5 separate regions of the Zea mays genome follow, and all the other regions are linked to region 5. The links are chromatin contacts, called in public Hi-C maps. All regions are on one chromosome and are shown on one strand. The core of a region is the stretch at or near the end of the contact, and the rest is flanking DNA. Distances in the headings are between cores, read along the strand shown. Region 1 holds the start of LOC100276847 (NADH dehydrogenase [ubiquinone] 1 beta subcomplex subunit 10-A). Region 2 holds the start of LOC100276771. Region 3 has its middle 67 kb from the start of LOC103637719. Region 4 holds the start of LOC100193580 (dihydroflavonol-4-reductase). Region 5 holds the start of LOC100272480.

What was found. Hi-C and Micro-C count contacts between places; a contact is called where the count stands out from the background.
Region 1: a Hi-C map of leaf shows a contact between it and region 5, with 4 times the contacts expected there. The contact joins the promoter of LOC100276847 here to the promoter of LOC100272480 in region 5. A contact is called at or near these places in 9 of 25 Hi-C or Micro-C datasets (bundle sheath, ear, endosperm and 3 more) and 2 of 3 datasets of contacts at active chromatin or transcription factors (leaf and seedling).
Region 2: a contact with region 5 is called in a Hi-C map of bundle sheath, with 4 times the contacts expected there. The contact joins the promoter of LOC100276771 here to the promoter of LOC100272480 in region 5. A contact is called at or near these places in 4 of 25 Hi-C or Micro-C datasets (bundle sheath, ear, leaf and 1 more).
Region 3: a contact with region 5 is called in a Hi-C map of tassel, with 4 times the contacts expected there. The contact joins the enhancer-like site here to the promoter of LOC100272480 in region 5. A contact is called at or near these places in 3 of 25 Hi-C or Micro-C datasets (bundle sheath, endosperm and tassel).
Region 4: a contact with region 5 is called in a Hi-C map of tassel, with 5 times the contacts expected there. The contact joins the promoter of LOC100193580 here to the promoter of LOC100272480 in region 5. A contact is called at or near these places in 4 of 25 Hi-C or Micro-C datasets (bundle sheath, leaf, leaf mesophyll and 1 more).

Annotation. Positions count from the first base shown.
Region 1 is chr1:103,208,208-103,212,332 of Zm-B73-REFERENCE-NAM-5.0, forward strand. It overlaps LOC100276847 (NADH dehydrogenase [ubiquinone] 1 beta subcomplex subunit 10-A), which reads left to right and starts at 2,720. Exons shown (of 2, transcript NM_001416002.1): 1 at 2,720-3,088. The coding sequence starts at 2,803. LOC100277622 reads right to left here and starts at 2,610. Exons shown (of 3, transcript NM_001151134.2): 1 at 2,420-2,610; 2 at 2,213-2,323; 3 at 1,705-2,039. The coding sequence starts at 2,510. The coding sequence ends at 1,966.
Region 2 is chr1:103,763,892-103,768,241 of Zm-B73-REFERENCE-NAM-5.0, forward strand. LOC100276771 reads right to left here and starts at 1,471. Exons shown (of 4, transcript NM_001150485.2): 1 at 690-1,471; 2 at 435-579. The coding sequence starts at 950.
Region 3 is chr1:103,845,435-103,849,596 of Zm-B73-REFERENCE-NAM-5.0, forward strand. No RefSeq gene overlaps it. Among protein-coding and RNA genes, the nearest start is that of LOC103637719, 67 kb to the right of the region's middle. Within about 2 kb of position 1,782, at least 16 of the 20 cell types and tissues checked have an H3K27ac peak or open chromatin away from gene starts, as enhancers often do. A contact at or near this core is called in bundle sheath and tassel, where this site is marked.
Region 4 is chr1:103,928,012-103,932,336 of Zm-B73-REFERENCE-NAM-5.0, forward strand. It overlaps LOC100193580 (dihydroflavonol-4-reductase), which reads left to right and starts at 1,863. Exons shown (of 4, transcript NM_001138687.1): 1 at 1,863-2,450; 2 at 3,433-3,636. The coding sequence starts at 2,115. It overlaps LOC103644826, which reads left to right. Exons shown (of 4, transcript XM_020542065.1): 4 at 515-1,311. The coding sequence ends at 1,021.
Region 5 is chr1:103,506,836-103,511,100 of Zm-B73-REFERENCE-NAM-5.0, forward strand. LOC100272480 reads right to left here and starts at 2,442. Exons shown (of 1, transcript NM_001146951.1): 1 at 1,084-2,442. The coding sequence starts at 2,390. The coding sequence ends at 1,761.

The DNA.
Region 1 (4,125 bases), core at 1,470-3,969, 300 kb before region 5:
AAAGCTATGATGATTGGTTAAATGTTGTAGGTTGAGAACATGTAACCAATTGTAAATTCTTTGTTATATGATATATAGAAACCGTAGCAACGCACGGACATCAAACTAGTAGGAAACATGAGGGAGTAGGTAACGTGGACGACAGGCACGCGCACACATGAAGTAACTGTGCTGTGAGCCTGTGACTGCAGAAAAGCACAAAACAATCTATTCGTATTATTCTCACTGTCAATCATCATTCTAAAATTATCCACCGACACCTAGCATGATAGAAAAAAGTCTCACATCTTGAATTCTTGATGCATGGTCCATTACAATACTACAGTGAGACAAGATGGATCCTCAGCACCACCAAGGTATTTCTAAATGATTAAGGAGACTAATGTACGACTCCCTAGCCTTTAAAGTATTGCTTTGTTTTGTTTTGTTTGCTTCTTGTTTAGTGTTACCAACTGCTCGGCGATAAAGAGCATGTAACATAATAGATATAGAACCTGCACATTCTAATGCAAAGTCAAAGCACCAATTTGGCACTGTATGCATGCCAAACCCAAAAGGTAACCATAATATCTGACTAAAGACATTGTCATATGGGTAGTCAAACAAGAGCAACCAGTAGACCACAGAAACATTCGACTGCAATTATATGTGTGAATGTGTAATTACTTCAAACAAATTTATGTCATCAGTCAATGCCTCAAATGTGTGACTACTACATTACACAAAAAAAGGTGGTATGGCTGCTAACTTTTCAACTACTTTCACCACTACTCTCCCCATGATGGAAAATGCACACATGAAGTCAAATTCAAGCACAAGTCGAAGCATCATTCTTCAGTGTTAAACTGACAGGGAACACTTCTCTGGAAGAAATAACTGGTGCAAAGCCAGCATGGCCTCTATAAGAAAGCTGAATCGCAGACCCTACTGACTACTGTTACACCATTCACATCATCTTCACAGCTTTCCCATTGTTCATATGCATTCGTGTATGGCAGTGTGCATTTACATTTGACAAAAGAAAAGAAAAATAATAGGAAACACCAGGATTATCATACAGGCTGATCTATTAGTCAAGTGCCATGATTTCACTGCAGAACATATAAGATTTGCCGATAAAGCAAAACAATTTTGAGAAACAATGTACAAAGCACTACCAAAACCTTAAGACACTTCACATTCATAATTCATTGTAAAGTTCAAAATGGCTAACAGAAGATTTTGGTAACGAAATTCTTGTATATATGAACACTTGTCGTTGTTAAGGTACGTACAATGGAAGAGTAAGTCATTAAAAGGCGTACCCAGTGCCGTAGGCTTCCCGCACTGTGTAGGGCCTAGGAAAAGGTATCTTTAAGTACCAAGCCTTACCCGCATAACATGCAGAGGCTGGGGCCCGAATCCGGGACCTTCCGGTTACAGACGGTAGGCTAAGAGTAAGTAATTAAGATCACTAAATAATACAGTTTAATATGAGGCATGGGACAGTGCCATACAAAAAGACAGCTCAGAAAAAGAACATATCTATGTTCTAACATTTTTATGTTAAGATATGAATTTTAATTTGCAAGCTTTTCAACTTACAACCGAATTAAAGGTATTCTAATACCAGTGATCATAAGAACTAAAGACAACATAACTTTGTTCAATAATTATCGATGTATTTGCTGTCTCCAACTAAAGTGGCAATCATGCATATCTGTTCAGAAAGAAAAGGATGGATCATGAATGTAAGAAAAACTAGGCAGGTTGAGTTTGTAGAAGATAGGAAAGGCACAAGTCATAAACAATACCATGACATTGAAGTCACAATCACTTGAAAAATCCTTACATGTGTCTGAAATTGAATTAGCAGGAAGCAACCAGATTGATTTGAAACATGAACAAATCATCCTTGATGCTACAGCCTTCACTACCATCATGGAGTCATGGACCAGGCTTCTTGCAAGCACAAGCATGTACACCCTAGAAGTTCCTTGTTTTCTTGGATGCTTGCCCCAACTCTGAGAGCTTCCCGTTTTGCTTGGGCAGGTAAGCACCTGATAAACACATGCCCCCCAATGGGGTACAAATAAAATCGGTCGCAATCGTATAAGGAATGTACACAGCTCATTCATCAGGAACAGAAGCATTAAACTCAGGCCATATAGACAGATTTAAAAAAAACTGATCAGAAAACCATCTGTTGCTATTTTTGTGTTCCCCTTCTTACCAGGCCTGGAGACGAGGTTGATGCGGGACCGCGGTGCGGCGAACATCCAGTTGTCTTCGTCGAGAGACCTCACCTCCCTCTGCAGCGCCTCCATCACCTCAGACTTGAGTTCTGCAAGGCCAACCAATCGGTCAGTCACTCTGACTCTCTGAGGCATTCACCTGGCACCGCTTGCAAAAGGGAGAGAGAGATAGAGGGGCGTATCACCAGCCAGGGCCTCGTCCTTGCGGTAGAGCGCGTCGATGGAATCAGCGACGTCTTCGGCGGCCGAGATGGTCGACCTCGCCGGCGAGCTCATCGCGCCGGCTCTTCTCGGATCTGCCCTCTCCACGTGGCTGAACTGGCGTTTCCGCCTGCAGAGTGCAGACTTCGGGAAACAGTGAGTCGGCGACAGAAGCTTGTCTCTTGGCCCACCTACGCTTCATTCTGTTGGGCCGACTAACAGCCCACAGGCCTGGTTCGCATAATTAACTCATCGACCCATCAGCTCCGTCTCCCATCCGACCGAGCGGACCACACCAATCCCACACCCCCACCCCCACCCCCACCCAATCGGAAGACCGTGCGGCCGCCGGCCGCGATCGGAGAAGATGGTGCGCAAGGCAAAGGTTGAGTTCGATGAGCAGCCACCGGATAACTTCGACCCGAAGAACCCATATGCGGACCCGGTGGCTATGCTGGAGTACCGGGAACACCTGGTGCGGGAGAAGTGGATCCAGATCGAGACCGCCAAGATCATCCGGGAGCGCCTCCGCTGGTGCTACCGCATCGAGGGGATCAACCACCACCAGAAGTGCCGCCACCTCGTGGACCAGTACCTAGAGGCTACACGCGGCGTGGGTTGGGGCAAAGATGCCCGACCGCCCGAGTTACACGGTCCGAATCCCTTCATGCCTCGTCTTACCCTTTGATCGGCATGATCGATAGGTCTATATGGCTGCTTCTTCTCTGGTTCGCAGAGCCCAAGAAGATCATCGAGGCGGAGTAGCTGCTGCCTCGGCTTCTCGTGCTGCTGTTCCTGGATTGGAGGGGTGAGGCCTGCTGAAACTAAGCACATTCTTTCCTTTCTATGTATGTTGTGTGGTAATCAGTCTGAGTGGTGGAAACCGAAATGCATTAGAACAACTCCAATCATGAGTTCTATAATTGGGCCTTATATTTTGATTTAGCTACTGCTACTCAAGTCAATTTGTTTAGGCCCAAATTGAAGGATAGACTCCAAACAGTGAGCCTTAAACCGTGTGTAGGTTGCAACTGCTGCAGGATTTCGGTCATTTGACGCCATCCGTCGCCCGTCGTCGCTACTCCCATGCCCGGCTTGTTCTTTTCCTTTTCCTGTCCTGAACTAGCCTCAATATACTGGAGACCAAGAGCCGACAGGGAATGTCTGGATCGTGCAGGAACCTTGAGAGAGATGGCTGATGCTGCAGACCTAGACGACCGATGATGCATTATGACCTACCACATTGCTCTCCTCATCGGAGTGTGCTTGCAACTGTATTACTGATTTGATGCAGGTTACTATTGTTGTAACATTGGCTGCATCCTTTGCGATCTCCTTTTTCCCCCCTCATCACATATGTGTACAGTGGCCTGTTCAATGCTTCATAGAAGCATATAGGCTGATGTCTTTTTCATCACTGTGCAACTTGCCACCAATATTCCATCTCTGTCGAGTCCAACACAGATAGAATTGTACTGTCTTTTTTCAAAGAGGTGCAGAGATCAGGCACACCAAAGCAGCAGCAGCATCCTATTGAAGACCAGGATTTTGAAGAATCTATAACTAATCAAGAAGCAGACCATTATGATTGTTGGTACGAGAGCAGGAGATCAGGTGGCACGACAAAAAGTAGGCTGAGAGCGCAAATGTATTGTTAAGTAACCAGGTGACATTGTGCTGCATAACAAAT
Region 2 (4,350 bases), core at 221-2,720, 260 kb after region 5:
TTGGACGTATACACTAATGTAGTGGTGGAGGTAGAACAATTTTCATGTGCTGCACCTCAGGTCTAAATTCTAATGGCATCATTGCTTTAGATACGAGCACACGGAAGATTGATCTTTGTTCGAGTGGTATTTACAAAAATATTATTCTCAAATTTATTTTACATTATCTTATTTGTTTATTCTTGTCTTTATGTGTGTGTGTTTTAAAAAATAGTAGATCCTACCTCTGCATTTGGAACAATTGATGAAGAGAGAAGATATTGCTCCACAACTCGTATGTTATAGCTTTTGAACTATATTGCTCCAATTATGTTGAAATACACACACGGTGTCATCCTATATTCCTATTACTTCAATGGAACAAGTGTAATCCATGAAACAAGCAGTAGGAAGATTGCATAGAGCAATTTGAAAATAGGGCGGTTGGGTAGTACCAAATCCTATCTGATCCTTGTAGGATGAAAAGGGCTCAGGAGCGTCATCCTTGCTGGGCGGAGCGACGTCCCTGACGAGCTCAGCATACTCCTTCCTCTCCTGTGTCTCCCGGAGCTTCTCCAGCCTCGCCTTCAGCTCATCGCTCTGCAAACCAACCACATGACAGACTAAACCGAATCAGAATCAAAACCCACCTATTTGCCGGTACGCACAGGCCGGGACAGACAGTGCCACCAAAGACTGAGAGAAAGAACCTTCTCACGAGGTTTCGGGCTGGGTAGCACGAAGTCGGCGCCCTGGAGGAGGTCGCGGAGCGGCGGGCGGGTGTCCGGCGAGGTGGCGCACCAGATGGCACGCAGAGAGCGGTAGGAGACGGCAGGGTCCGAGGCTAGGTCGGAGGCGAGGTCACGAAGATCGGCGGGCAGGCTGACAGAGGCGGCGGCGGACGAGAGGAAGGAGCGAATGGGAGCGGTTGCTGCGACGGCGAGGCCCGTCACGGCGGTGGTCATCGCCATGACTGGCTTCAGGGAACCCAGCTACCGGACGGAAAAGAACCCGCCGTAGGAGGAGCTCTATGGCGCGGAGTCTCGCAGAGCACCTCGGTCCGTCTCCGGCGGTGGTGATGCGACCGAGCGAGGAGAGACTGAGGCAGCGGCCTAGGTCGGGCGCTCGCGACCGGATCTCACGAGGGCAGCAACACGAGGCCGTGGGTGCGACGTGGAGAAGGGGGCGCAGGAGCAGGCGAAGGCGCCGGCGAGGAGAGGAGGCGCGGGCTCCGGCAAGGAAGAGGGGGAGGCGGAAGCAGCGAATGAGCTCGTGCGCTCCACTCGTGACCGGATCGCACGAGTGCTGCAACGGCGAGGCCGTGGGTGCGGCGGTCAACGGGGTGGAGAAGGGGCGCGCAAGCGCCGGCGATGAGGAAGAGGAAGAGGTGGCGACGGCGAGGTGGGAAGCGGGAGGAAGGGGCCGGCAACGGCGGGGTGATGCGGGTAGAGCAGGGAGATCGAGATTCGAGAATCACCCTACAGCAGTGTTACCCATCCCGTTTGTGAACTGAATTCCGTCCGTTTCTGAAAACGGGAAATAACTGAATTTCGCATTCCCGAAGGGTTTACGTATTCAAATTCAAAAATTCGAATTTCGTATTTCCTGACCAAATTTCGGTGTTTTTTTGACCGGGAACCGTATTTTAGTTAGAAAAAAATAAAAAAATTGGTATAATTTGTCTGTATTTATTCAAATCATGTTGCACAATAAATAACAATATATTCACAAATAATTTAATGTCCAAAATCACATAAACCATACTTATGCAAATAGAAACCCGCAATTTGAGTGCAACGCAAAGCAAAAAGGTTACAATCATGTCATACAGTGATACAAGTATATATAAAGTTTTCCATAACACAATTCTTCACACAAATTATGTACAGACCATATATTCTACTGGAATCATAGTATTCCGGCATGTGTTGAACCTTTCGGGTATGCCATCATCAACAAGTCCGCAACCGAATGATGTCGTTGTGAATGAGGTGCTCCATAACTTGTATCTTGGGAGGTATGGTGTCGTGGTTTTGGAAATCAAGAGGACAATAGAATTTGTGTCCAGAAGGGGATGTTCGCGCGGACTCACTTCGAATAATGAACCACGTGGGATTCTGACAAGGCGTTTGAGACAGAAAGTCATACTTAAAAGGTAATTAGGCTTACACCTTTTTTCTAATTGATTTTGGTGATTGAATTGCCCAACACAAATAATTGGACTAACTAGTTTGCTCTAGTCTATAAGTTCTATAGGTGCCAAAGGTTCACAATAAGCCAATAAAAAGACCAAGAAAGGGTTCAAAAAAAGAGAGCAAAAGATAACCCAAAGGCACTCTGGTCTGGCGCACCGGACTGTACGGTGTGCAACCGGACAGTGTCTGGTGCACCACCGGACAGTGTCCGGTGCACCAGGGCACTCGAGGCTGAACTCTTCACCTTCGGGAAATTCAGAGGGCACTCCGCTATAATTCACCGGACTGTCCGGTGAGTCACCGGACAGTGACCGATGCACACCGGACTATCCGGTGTGCCAGCGGAGCAACGGCTACTTCGCGCACAACGGTCGTCTGCAACCACATTTAATGCGCTACAGTGCGCGCCAGAGTCAGAGCACGCGCAGTTGGCGCACCGGACAGTCTACAAGACCTATCCGGTGCACCACCGGACAGCCCATAGGCCCCACAAGTCAGAGCTGCAACGGTCGAACCCCAACGGTCTGCTGACGTGGCTGGCACACCGGACTGTCCGGTGCACCATGCGACAGCACACTTCCAACGGCCATTTTTGGTGGTTGGGGTTATAAATACCCCAACCACCCCACATTCATTGGCATCCAAGTTTCTGCACTTCTACACCTTACAAGAGCTATAGCATTCAATACAAGACACACCAAAGAGGTCAAATCCTCTCCCAACTCCACACAAAGCCTTAGTGATTAGAGAGAGATTTGTTGTGTTCATTTGAGCTCTTGCGCTTGGATCGCTTCTTTTCTTTCTCATTCTTTCTTGTGATCATCTCAATTGTAACCGAGGCAAGACACCAATAGTGTGGTGGTCCTTGCGGGGACTTGTTGTCCCGTTTGATTGAGAAGAGAAGCTCACTCGGTCCGAGTGACCGTTTGAGAGAGGGAAAGGGTTGAAAGAGACCCGGTCTTTGTGACCACCTCAATGGGGAGTAGGTTTGCAAGAACCGAACCTCGGTAAAACAAATCATCGTGTCTCTCTCTTTATTTGCTCACGATTTGTTTTGCGCCCTCTCTCTCGGACTCGTTTATATTTCTAACGCTAACCCGGCTTGTAGTTTGTGCTTAAGTTTGTAAATTTCAGATTCGCCCTATTCACCCTCCCTCTAGGCGACTTTCAATTGGTATCAGAGCCCGGTGCTTCATTAGAGCCTAACCACTCGAAGTGATGTTGGGAGATCACGCCAAGAAAGAGATGGGGACCGGCGAGAAGCCCATTACAAGCCACGGGAAGGCTCCATCGGGAGAGTCCTACAACAAAGGGAAGGGGAAGGAAAAGGAATCCCCTTCACACAAGTCGCGTCGGAGCGGTGACAAGAAGAAGAAGATGAGGAAGGTGGTCTACTACGAGACCGACTCCTCGTCGCCATCCACCTCCGGCTCCGACATGCCGTCCGTAACTTCTAAACGCCATGAGCGCAAGAAGTTTAGTAAGATCCCCCTACGCTACCCTCGCATTCCTAAACATGCGCCATTACTTTCCGTCCCATTGGGCAAACCACCAACGTTTGATGGTGAAGATTATGCTAGGTGGAGTGATATGATGCGATATCACCTAACCTCACTCCACAAAAGTATATGGGATGTTGTTGAGTTTGGTGTACAGGTACCATCCGTAGGGGATGAAGACTATGATGAGGACGAAGTAGCCCAAATTGTGCACTTCAACTCCCAATCCACCACTATACTCCTCACCTCTCTAAGTCGAGAGGAGTATAACAAGGTGCAAGGATTGAAGAGCGCCAAGGAGATTTGGGACGTACTCAAGACGACGCACGAAGGAGACGAAGTGACCAAGATCACCAAGCGGGAGACGATCGAGGGGGAGCTCAGTCGCTTCTGGCTTCGCTAAGGGGAGGAGCCACAAGAAATGTACAACCGGCTCAAGACCTTGGTGAACCAAGTGCGCAACCTCGGGAGTAAGAAATGGGATGACCATGAGATGGTTAAGGTTATTCTTAGATCACTTGTTTTCCTTAACCCTACACAAGTTCAATTAATTCGTGGTAATCCTAGATATACACTAATGTCTCCCGAGGAAGTAATAGGTAATTTTGTGAGCTTTGAGTTGATGATCAAAGGCTCAAAGAAAATCAACGAGCTAGATAGCCCCTCCACGCCCGAAG
Region 3 (4,162 bases), core at 532-3,031, 340 kb after region 5:
TAGCGGAAGACTTACAAAAATAAAAGATAACTATAACAGGATCTAAAATCCATCCTTGGCGCTAGAAAGTCAACTGGGAGACGCCACCTAGATCGAATCGAACTCCTCGATGTGTGACTCCACTTGAACAACATGTTCTTCTCCTGTGGGGGGTGTGAGACAGCAAGGGTGAGCTCACACATGTTCATCGCTCAACAAGTTGTGGGGCATAATGTGCATGAACTCACCAAAGGTGTGAGTTCATGTGAAGTGTAAGGCAAATCAATGTAATAAAGGCTGAAGCTGAGCATTGCTTTTATATCTTGGTCAAAATTTTATTAGCAGTTACTAAGTGTAAGTAAATACCAAACCATAATAATAATAAGTAAAAGTAATAATAAAATAATCCTAGATGCAATGCAAATGAAAAATTGAATTTAAGTTCCATAAGTTAATCAAGTGAGTGTCCGAGCCGCTCATGACCGTGAGCACGGCTAGTATACCAGTTTTACACTCTGCAGAGGTTGCGCATCTTTACCCACAAGTTGTGTTACCCATTTGCCACAGAGTTGATCAGACCCCATACACCTCTACCAAGGAAGCGAGGCAGGGTACCACTACGAGGCCTTTACAAAGTTCCACTAGCTTCAGAAAACCGCTACAGTTTATAGGAAGCTCCAGTGCAGGAATCCCTCGCATGACCGCCATCGCAGCAAAATCAACCCAAGGACCTCCCTACACTGACCACTCCCCTACTGCCCTTGCCCCTTTCGGGTAAGGTAGTCATCCACTAGCTTTCCTAGTTAATCAGCCAAGGGCGTCCCATTAAACCCTTGTGGTAGCACTGTTTTCCCGTGTGGTTCTCCATGTTCCCATTAACATAATGATCTTTCCATGAACAGTAAATAATAAACAGATAATAAAAAAGTATTAAAATGAGTAGTGAATATCTCTATACCCAAAGCCACATAAAGCAATAGCATGTACTACCCAAAAATTTAGTAGTAAAACCAGTGGTGAAACAAGGTATAAAGATAGTCAAAATCTAGGGTAACCTATTGGGTCACATCAAAATTAACCTATGCAGATCATTATGATTAATAAGAACATGACTGGGTAAAAAGGAAGTGATCAAGGGCACAACTTGCCTTCAACGAGGTCCTACTCAGCAGTCTCTACCAGCTGAACCTCAGGAACCTCTATGACTTGCTCGTCTACTCGCATCAACACAATACATACATAGTATAGCAAAAATTAACATCACACTAAACATGTAAATAAAATACACAATAATAATCTACACATTAAAATAAGATCATAAGAACTGGGATCATTAAATTTGGAGTTATAGATTTTTAGTTGTGACTTTCCATAGATTTTATGTATTTAATACCAGATTATGTAATAGATAAATTTTACTGAGTCTTTCATGCCAAAACAGAGGCACTAATGGATGAACAATAATATTACAAAAAATTTAGGAACTAGAATGGACCAATTTGGAGTTCATAAGAATTTTTTACAAATTAAACAAGTTTCTGCAATTAAATATGTACGAAAAACTATTTTCTAAATAATTTTCCTGGTTTTATCAATTATCTGGACTGGGCCTCAAATACAGAGAAGTGCAGGGGGCAAAACCGAAGTCTTCCCAAGACACAGACCACTGGCGCTTGGAGTGCGGGTTAATTCCTAAGAAACCCAGGGGCTCTTAAGAAAATGTGCCAGGGCCGAAGAGGTATCGAGGGTTTTCAGCCGCACAATCAAGATTCTAGGGCCTGGATGAGATCTAGCCTTTTAATGAATCGGTACGCGCTGGGGATCGTCGATTACGCCTTCTACGGTCATGATTTTATGAGACGAAAGGGTACGCCTAATCAAATCATGGCCACCCAAATCTAATCTGACGCTCAGTATTTAATTTGTCAAGATCTAATCCTAGCCGTTTGCTAGGGGATCAACGGCCATCGTCCCATCATCTACCCCACGCCTGCAGCCGAACTCCCCACGGCGGCGCGCGCAGAACGCGACGGCGCCATTGCCGTGAACATCGACCCCGCCTTCTACTACCCCACTGCGAACACGACTTCGTTCAAATTAAAGGGGAGGAAAAGGTGAATGCGTCGGTGGATTCCTTACCGGTAGATAAGGGGGGTAGATGAGTTAGCCACGGTGCCCCAATGTTCGGCGGTGGAAGATTTCTCCGATGAGAAATTGCCCATGCTTGGCCGGCTTCCCAAGCCCAGTAACTCCCCGCATGCACTTCACACCCGACGATGAAGTCACGGGTCCAAACACCCAGTGGAGAGTCGACGCGGACGGAGGTCACCAGCAGTGGGTGATCGATCCTGCGGCGGCGGCAGATCTCCCTCCACCCTTCTGCTTTCTCTCCACGGCACAACGTTCTCAATGGTGTAGATGAGGGATGTTGTGCGGGGTCGGGGATCTTCTCCCCCCTTTTATGGACGCAGGGCACAAGTCAGCCAGCTGCCCGCCGAATCTGTGATGTTGGTTGGGATTCGGCGAGGAAGACGGAGCATGGGCTGACCGGACGGTCCCACCATGCAGTTGCAGTCGTGCGCGCCGATAGCGAAGTCCCGACTGACCCACGGGTCCCGCCTAGAAGTGACACAGCTAAGTACGCGCGCGGTTACGAGTGGCCTACACGGAGGACCCACCTGTCGGCGCCGAGAGCCCAAGGCGCGCACGTGATTGCGTCATGCAGTCGAGCCCACACGGCAGAGAGTGAAAACGCATCCCCTGGACAACGTAGGCCGGTGACGCAGGGGTTCAGGTTAGGCTGAAAATGGCGTCCCGGCCCAGTAAGCTCCCTATTCGTTTTTTTCTTTTTATTTTTCTTTTATTTTTTTCACTTTCCTTTCTTTTGCTTTCAAATTTAAATTCCAATTTCAAATCCAAACTTCCTAGTACATTTATTTTCTCATAAAATGTACATCTTAAACATGGTATGAGGGAGTTTTACTTATTTATTTATTTCGATGTCTATTTTGTGGTACTAGTGCTCTTCTCCTCTAATCCCCAAAATTCAAATTTAAGTCTTACTTCCAATTTGGGTATTAATATATTCCTTTTTTACTTTATTTTTATGTTATCACAGAATGCACACAAAATAAAACCTCAGCATGATGCATATTCCATTTTTGTATCATTTGTTTTAATTCATCTCTCTTAATTAAAGGTATGCTCTTTTAAGATGAACATATGGCACATAAAATAAGGAGATCGACTATACTCTCTTGAATACATTTTTTTGGGTTTTACAGGGATCCCAAGCAACATACCAAGACATAGAATAGACATTTCCAAGTGATCATACACCCAAGTGCTTAATAGAATCACTCGGTGATTAGCGTAGGTGCTTTGCGAAGTGCTTAGGTAAGTTAGACCGCTTTAGCGCTTGCTCTAGATGAATCCTAGTTAATTGAGTGAGTTTAGAAAAACCACACAACCCTCGGCTCTTGCGAGAGACGTTGTAATTGTACCGAGTGGGGTGAGAGTCTTGCGAGACTATGACAACCGCGTTTGTGTCACGGCCACCACCGTGTACCGAAGCGAACGAGGCTCGTGGCATTTTCGGCCGGAAGCTCAATAGTGGAGACAGAGGGGAGCGTCCGAGAGCAGCCGGAAGCGAAGCACCACTTGCGCGTGGAGAAGGCCTGTGGCTCTCTACGGAGTTACTCGGCCGTGGTGCTTGGCCCTCGCGTGGGCTTCCCTTTGCGTAGGGGCACCAACGAGGATTAGTCAGGACCTTGCGTGGTTCCGGATACCTCGGTAAAAATATCGGCGTCATCCACGAGAGTTTGCATCTCTACCTTGCTCTTTAAGCTTCCACATTTATATTAAGCACTTAAGTTTCAACCTTGTCTTTATACTTAGATTATTTAGGATTGAAACTTAGACATTGTAGTAGAGATAGCAACACTTAGACAAAACCTAGTTTGCACATTCTAGTTTGATTATTTGCATAAGTTTTGCTCTAGGGATTTATTTGTGGCCTGGTTTAGAGAAAGCTTAAGAAGTCGAATTCACCCCCCCCCCCTCTTAGGCATCACCTTTTTCCTTCACTCATTACTGTGATTCAGATGCAGTGAGTGTTTGACGAAGACCCTTTTCGAACAGCCATCAGTCATTCTGAAGCCTTCAGAACACCATTTTGAGCAGG
Region 4 (4,325 bases), core at 613-3,112, 420 kb after region 5:
CACCGACCAAAATCACTGGAAACCCACGGTGGGATCCTTACTTTAAGGTATCTTGCGGGTTAGACCTATTTCTATCCAATGGTCTTATGTAGAATTTCCAATCCTTACATTTTTTGTTCCAATGGGAAAATAGGATTGCATCGGGGCCATTGACGGCACACATGTTCGAGCCTCTGTTCCTAAGGAAATGGAGGCTGCATTCCGTGGTAGGAAGAGTCACCCTACTCAAAATGTAATGGCAGCAGTAGATTTTGATCTAAGGTTCACTTTTGTAATGGCCGGATGGGAGGGGACAGCCCATGATGCCCTCATTTTAAGAGATGCTTTAGAACGAGAAAATGGTCTTCGTGTCCCTGAAGGTAAAAACCTTATATAAGTTATTTCTTTAATTGTGACATAGATAATTACTAGTGTAGCTCATATACACAGATAATTACTAGTGTAGCTCATCATCACCCTCATTTTATTGAATGCAATGTTGATGTCTATGCACTAATTATCTTATTGCATGCAGGATGAAAGAAACAAGGGTGATGATGAATTTATAAACAAGCCTCTTCCCTACTATGGCAACCTTGCTACAATTTTTGGCAATAGTGTTGCATCAGGACGATTTGCAAAGACATCAAATGACCCTCTTGCTGTTGATGATGGTGAAGATGTGCAAAAGGAAGGGTGTATTGCAACATCTAGTGCTGTCCATGAGAATGACCCTGCAGCAACATCTGCAACTAAACCATCCAAGAAGGCCAAGAGGGAAGACAATGGTACTGAATTCTTAGTTGAAGCATTTCAGCATGCCACTCAAACACTAGCCAGTGCCATCAAGGAGGCAGCAAACAAACCTTTGCCAGCTGGTTTGTTTGAAGCTGTAGACAATATTCCAGGATTTGAGATTGCGCACAAGTCCAAGTATTATTCTCATTTGGTTTCTAATCCTGACATTGCACATGCTTTCATGGATGTGCCATTGCTTTACAAGGTCTCTATGATTACCGACTTCGTTAATGAGAAGTTTTAGGCTTTATGGTAATCTAATAATACATTTCACAATTTGTATGGATCTATGTAAGGACCTATGTTTGTTTGAAACTATGTATGGACATGTGTGTGATATGTTATGAAACTTATTTTTGACATAACACTTTTGTGATGGTTGTATGGATGAGTCATGTGTAAGATTATGGAGTAATTATTATACATTTTATGATCTATAGTTATATTTGTCATCTTAAGATATGACTAATGGTTGTATGAATGTGTCATATCTTAAAATACAGATTGACTAATGGAGAAAATTATCTATTTGCACTCATCAAACAAATATAGAGCATAGCCACTCCATTATGCTTTACTCTTGAACCAAACACAAAATGAAATCGCTCCGTTCTACTTCACTCTAGAACCAAACAAAGGATGGAGCCACTCTGTTCCAGTTCACTCTGCAACCAAACAAAAAACAGAGCCGTTCCGTTCCAGCTTACCAAACACAAAACAGAGCGGCTCCATTCCTAGAATCAGGGATGGAACGGTTCCGTTCTAGTTGGCTCCTGAACCAAACACTACCTTAAAGATGTTTTATAGGATACTGTTAAAGTTTATAGACGAAAAATCTTCTAGAGTGCGTTTACCGTCGTCTCTTGGACGCAGCAGTAGGGGAGCAGGCGAGCACGCCCAACCAACAACGCCAACGGCAAAAGCACAAGAGACACGACGGCACGGCACGGCACGGCACGGCACGGCACGGCACCGCACCGGGAGTCCATCCGTCCGTCCGGCACGCACGCACGCCCTTTGAATGCCCCCTCCCGCCTGCCTGCTGCCTCTGACCCGGCCCCGTATCGTATGATTCATTGATTCGTATCTCCTCTCCTCTCCCGGCTCGGAATAACCCGTCTCTCTCGCCCGCCCTGTCCTTGCCGGCCGGCCCCGGCCCCGGTCTCTTCTCTTCTTCTTCTTTTTCTTCCCGCTATATATACTGCGCGCCTCACCTTCCCCTCTTTGCAATCCGTATCATCATCTTGGCCTCGTCAATCCACCACCACCGTCGTCGCTGAGCTCCTCCTCCGGCTTCGCTTCGCTGTCTTGCCTCCTCCTCGGTCGAAGAAGAAAACATGTGTCCGGGATCCGTGGAGTCGTCGTCGGCGGCGGCGGCGGGCAAGAGCGTGTGCGTGATGGACGCCGCGGGGCCGCTGGGCCACGCGCTCGTGGACCGCCTCCTCCGGCGCGGGTACACCGTCCACGCCGCCACGTACGCCCGCGACGGGGAGGAGGGCGCGGCTGCCGCCGCGCTGCTCGGCCACCTGTCGTGCGCCGCCGACGCGTGCAGGCACCGGCTGAAGCTGTTCCGCGCCGACCCGTTCGACTACCACGCCATCGCCGACGCCGTGCGGGGCTGCGCCGGCGTCTTCTGCATGTTCAACACGCCCGACGACCAGGCCCAATGCGATGTGAGTACAAGACGGCAGCTTGCTTGATTTCTTTCGCCTCTCTCTCTCTCCTCTGCATATTAGTATTAATCCGGGTTTTCCCCTCGAAGAAACGAAAGCTCGTTTGTAGGAGTGACTTGTAGGTAGTAGCGCTCACTGCATAAAATTGGATTGGATTGGATTATGCTCTCCTATACTAGTAGACCCAGCCAGAGCTTATACTAGCACTGTAGCATGAACAGGGACCGGGACAGCTGGACAGTGGCAGAGGAGAGGAGATGAGCCGATCCTGTGCTACCTTTTCCTCCCTTTTCCATGAATCTCCATCTCCCTCCTCCCTGGTCTAGGCTGTTTGGTTCGTTCCAGAGGAGGGCTGGGACCCGGACCTCTTCATACTCCTCTGATGATGATGACCCATTAATGACACAGCTCATGTGTGGTGTGGCTGTGACTTGTGACTTGTGATGAGTGAGCGTGCCCCTTCTTCCTCCTCCAGCCTCCAGGCTCCAGCTCCAGGTGCGGTGTGAAGTCCCGCTCCTGCTCCTGTCCTACCAGCGTACTACTCCAGTAGTACAGTGGAGTAGCCGAGCGCATTTAATAGCTGGACAAGGTGAGAGGAGGAAGCTCACACACAGCACAGCACAGAGGGACCGCAACGGAGCAGAGAACTGGGCCACCAAACTGAACCAACCGCGGGAAGGGGAAAGGGAACTCGAACCCTTTTCCTCCGCGTGCATTAAAACCCTTCACATGGGCATGGGCATGTCAGCTGCTGCCCCTTCGTCCTCGCCCCTGCTTGCTGGCTGGCTGGTCTGCTCTGTCCCGTCCGTCCTACTCCTACGAGCAGGGAGGCCAGCAGGCAGCTAGCACGCAACGACTGCACGAGCTGGTTGACGAGCGAGCAGGGAGGCCAGCAGGCAGCTAGCACGCACCGACTGCACGAGCTGTTTTTTCTGACGAGCAGGTTTTATTAATTTGGTTGTGCTGCATCGTGCGTGTGCAGGAGTCGACGGTGGAGACGGAGGTGCGCGCGGCGCACAACGTGCTGGAGGCGTGCGCGCAGACGGACGCCATGGAGCGGGTCGTCTTCACCTCCTCCGTCACCGCCGTCGTCTGGAGCGGCGCCGGCGCCGGCGTCGGCGCCCACAGGGAGGAGGTCGCCGACGAGAGGAGCTGGAGCGACCTCGCCTTCTGCAGGAAGTTCAAGGTGCGTACGAGTGAGCGACTCGCTGTTTTTTTTTAAGTTCCGTTTCATGGATTAGTGCCGCCCGTGCCGTGCATAGGCAACTTTCATCAGACAACAGTGGTTACCAACCCCCATGATTTCCATCCAACCATCAAATCGAAGCCGATGGGATGAGGCTGCGGCGCCCTGGAAGGCCACACGGCTGCTTGGCCACTTGCCCTGGGTCGTCCTCATCCTGCAGCCCCCGGCCGAGCGATACCTTTCACCATCGATGGTCGAGTCGATCCATCCCTTATCCGTTGGCTGTAGCTTCCCGCACCTGTTTTGTGTGTGGGTGCCTGCAGTCGCGTGCCACTCCAGCCCTGCCCCTGCCGCGCGACGCAAGCGTGCCTGGAAATCAGGGTTCTTGGTGGCCAAACTCCATTTTAAAGGCGTCCCTGAAATATCCCTTCCTTACCTTGATGAGCACAGCACAAAACAGGTCCATTCAGAATCAGGCGTTGTCTACGAGTCACAGAGCTGTCTCTGTCTCTGTCTCTTGAGGCTGGCTGTACAAGTCCAAGCCTGTGCGCATCAAATGAGGAGTGGCATCAGACATCAGACTCCAGACTGCTGAAGCTGACCTCTCAACTGTCTACGGCTCGGGATTAGGACACAGAAAGAGAGTCGAGTAGTAATTAATTAATTAATTAATTAAACCAACTAACAAA
Region 5 (4,265 bases), core at 1,192-3,691:
ATATGTGGATCGTCAAAAATAGAGTCCATTTATGTCCTAGACGTCAATTTTCGTATGTGTTGTTTGACTGAAGTGAACCCCGCTCAAACTAGATAATATTTGGATCTCCTAGATTTAGATACCCTTAGGGCCTGTTCAGTTGTTACGGATTGGTGGGTCGGAACGATTTCTAACCGGATTACTTCTCTAATTTATATAAACTTTGATTAGCTGGAACGATTCCGGGTGCAATCCGACACAAACGAACAAGGCCTTACTGATCTTCTCGGCCTTTATGTGTCTAAGCACAGTTATATGCATAAAGGTCATGTCTATCACTGATATACTCTTGCTGATTTTTACTCTATCTCAAAATATAAAATGTTCTAACTTTTCTGTTTTTTTTTTTTTTTTGCTCCGTATGTAGATATACATTATGTCTATCTTCAAAAGCCAGAACTCCTAACAATTTTGAAACAGAGAGAGTAGTTGATAACTATTAACCTAGCTAAATCAAATTGCTTAGAAAAAAAATTAACCGTTAACTTTGAATATATTACTAATGTTTGGCTGTGATAGCAACAAGAGCATACTTCCACTGTAGGAGCTCTGCTAAATATGTCCTAGATACACTATAAAAATTTTAACGTCCAAAATATAGTTTAAATATATGTGGATCGAACTTTGTAATTTTTTTTTATTTTTCAAAAATGTTTATTGATCAAAGCTTATAAATTTTGCTTCTTCTCCGTGCGTATATTATTCAGCAAGCGAGGAAGCTGCTTCTCCCAAAAACAATGGGCCAGAAACAGAAAGGCTATGCGCGGTGCGGGAGCCATTCACCAAAAGAAAAATGGCCCAGAAACAGAAACACAATGCGCCGTGCGGTAGCCATTCACCCCGCTGCATGTGCGGACTGCCGACTGATAGTTGGCTGGCCTGCGTAGGTGCAGTGCAGTGGTGCACACAATCCAACCTGCTTGCTCGAGCACCAACACGGTATGATTCTAGCCTACTCGGTCATCGGTCATACGACTGGTACACACATCTGCAACAACACACTGGTACTAGTATTAGTAGTGATTTATTGAGCTCAAGCTATATAGCGAGGCAGTCCTCTATCGACTATCAATGTAGAAAAACAGGATTACACACTACTGATTTTAGATCACTAGGATTGCACATTTGCACACCCATTTTAGGTCACCAGGAGCCTAAGTACATCAACTGCTCAGTAAATTCAGCTATTCATCCAGCTACAAGGTCGCACTAACACATCTATCAAACACAAACAGTAATGATTAGAGTAGAGGCAAACGAGGTGACCGTCGATGGCCCAGCCGTTTTGCTGCGGCCATCGTTATTTTTCGCCGCGCGTTCGTCCCGTCGGCGAGGTTCCTTGTTAATTATTTTTCGCCGGTTCCGTAGACGGCGGTGACAGTTGATTTACCCTGGTGCTCCCTCCGCCGCCCTCATCCGTCCTCATATGTACACCAGTCCTAACAAAACACAGCAGATGAAGCAGGTGACCACCGGACACCGTCCACACCCCACGCGGACAACGATCAGCACGCGGGCACCAACGCCGGCGAGTCGCACGACGCGACCACATCGACCGCTGGGGTGCCTGTTTCCTCGTCGTCGTCTTCGGCGTCCCACAGGAAGCTCGCATAGGACCCGAGCACGTAGCTGCACCATCACAGCAGTACCATACCAATCAATAACCGATCGATGAACGAGTGAGGTATCACGGCGTGGAACTGGAAGCATCGGAGTAGTCCTCACCAGTCATCCGGGGCGGCCTGCACGGCGCGCTCGAAGTAGGCCGCGGCGCGGTCCTTCTCCTGGCGCGCCTCCCAGATGACGCGGCCGTAGAGGCTGAGCAGGTCGGCGTCCCCGGGGCACGCCAGCAGCGCGCGCGCGTAGCAGCCCTCGGCGCCCGCCAGGTCGCGCTCCACCTCGTGCAGGTACTTGCCGTAGTTGCGCAGCAGCAGCGGGTTCCCGGGATCCACCCGCAGCACGCGGCGGTAGTACTCGCCCATGTCACAGCCGCCGCCGCCGCCGCCGCCGCCACGGCCTCCGCTGCCGCCGCGGTGGCTGCTGCCGTTCCTGCCGGCGCCGGCGCCGTCGAGGCCTGCTGGCGCCTTGCTGTTGTCATCCTGGCGCTCTTCCTCGTCGGCCACGATAATGGCGGGGATCGGAGCGTGGCGGACGAGGACGGCGGATCTCGCGAAGTAGGCGACCTCGGCGTCGGACCTGGCTCGGCGGAGCGGGAGGCCGCGCGGGGACGCGGCAGCCGAGAGCGGGGTGAGGTGTGGGGGTGGTGGCGGGAACCTGGCGGTGCGGGAGCGGTGGGGGCGGCCGGCGGAGAGGGAGGCGGAGCGGGACAAGGTGGCTGCTGTGGCTTCCATTGTTTGGTAGGCAGAGATCAGGGCCTAGGCCTCGGGGCTCGGGCGGTGGCGGTGATGGAGGATTGGCTTCTCTTCTCCCCCGCCTTGTTTCGTTGTGTTGTTTTATAGCAAGACAAGGGACGGAAGATGAAGGCGACGACGGAATAGAAGGCTTGGCATGTGACGGCGAGATTGACGGCGTCGGCAACCGCGGGTCATGTGGGACGCATCACGCACGGCGAGGCGGGGAGGGGGAAGCGTAGGGAGAGGAGGGGCACGTGAAGCGGGGGGCCACGTGTTGGGGCCACCGTAAAAGTCGCGCCACCAGGCATGCACCGATGACGATAGAGAAGGACTCGCCGGCCCGACCGTGCGGTGCGCGCCTGGGCGGGGTGCGTGCAATGCATCTGCAGCTGGTGGTGGGGCTGGGCCGCCGCTGGTTTACCCAGTTCCCCGGCCGCCCAGCCGCGGTTCTGGTCTCGGACGGAACCTTGCATGTAACAAGAGGCAGACTAGCCAACAAAACTGTTGCTTGTTTTTATTTTGGAAGCTAAATGTAATCCTGTTCGTGCCTCTAGCCCTCTACTACTACGAGTACATGAAGATGCAGGCTTGCAGCACGCCAGCACCCTCGCAGTGAAGATACACGAACGGCCGGTTTTTTCTCTCAAGTTTTGCCTAGTCACATAGGAGTACAAATGTACGTGGTGTGCAGATGTGTTTAGCTGTTGCAAAGGCATGGCCGTGCATCGACAAATTAAAGAGTCGTCGTTACACGGTGCGTCCGGTGCACTGCAGCGCTGGTGACATCTACACTACACTACACGTCGCTTTACCTTTTTTTTTCGTCGCAAAGAAACAAGAGCCCCAAATACGTTTGGACGGACGGCCGACAGCGCTTCCGATTGCGGCGCATGCACGTCCAAGTCGAAACAGACAAGAATAATGCAGGTCCGTCGATCTATGGGCCGATCCATATCCACACATACACCTCGTGGTGACGTCATGCATGGGCCCTGTTCAGCGAACCAGACAATTTAGGCAGGAGTAATATATAATTTTAGTTTTGACGATAAAAATATTAGATGAAAACATATATTTGATAAAATCTGATCTACATTAATAAAAAATAATTAATAATTATTTCTGTAGTTGGATGAGGATAAAAAAAACCTATAATACTAAAGAGAAATTATAAAATAGTAATTAAATTATATTAACTACTTGTACAAGTATTGTCTTAATTATCTAAAAGTTCAGCTGACTAAAATATAGGAGAAGTGCTTATAGGATTTAGCATCTCTTTAGTGTCGATCAACAAAGTGCTATACAAGTATACGTAAGCAAGTTAGGCTTTCTGTTTTATGAATCTATCATCTCGGCGTTACCTATTGTCACGCATATTGTTCAGAATCGTATAATCCCACGAAACAACCTGTGATAAAACTCGCCTTTGCCTATTCTGATATTGTCCATAATCAAAAAATTGAATTAGTAACTGAGAATTAGAGAATAGATTCAGCGGCTGCAAAAATCATGTTTAGTAAAAAACGGAAACAGACAGCGCCATATACTGTTGTAATTAGGGACGGCAACGGTGAATTGCCCGCCGGGAAATAGCTCCCCGTCCCTGTTTCCGCCATGATTTTTTCCCGCGGTGATCCCACGAACGCTTGTGGGGAACATTTCTTTCCCATCCCGTTCTCCGTGGGATAAATCTCCAACGGGCATCACCATCCCCATTTAAATTATAATTAAGACATACATTCTTTGTTATTAATATTAAAAATTGTCATTTATACACATCGTCAGATTTAAGAAATCATTATGCATACATCAAAATGAACACATTTATATAATTAGTGGTTTTTTGACACAGTAATTATTTATTTTTGT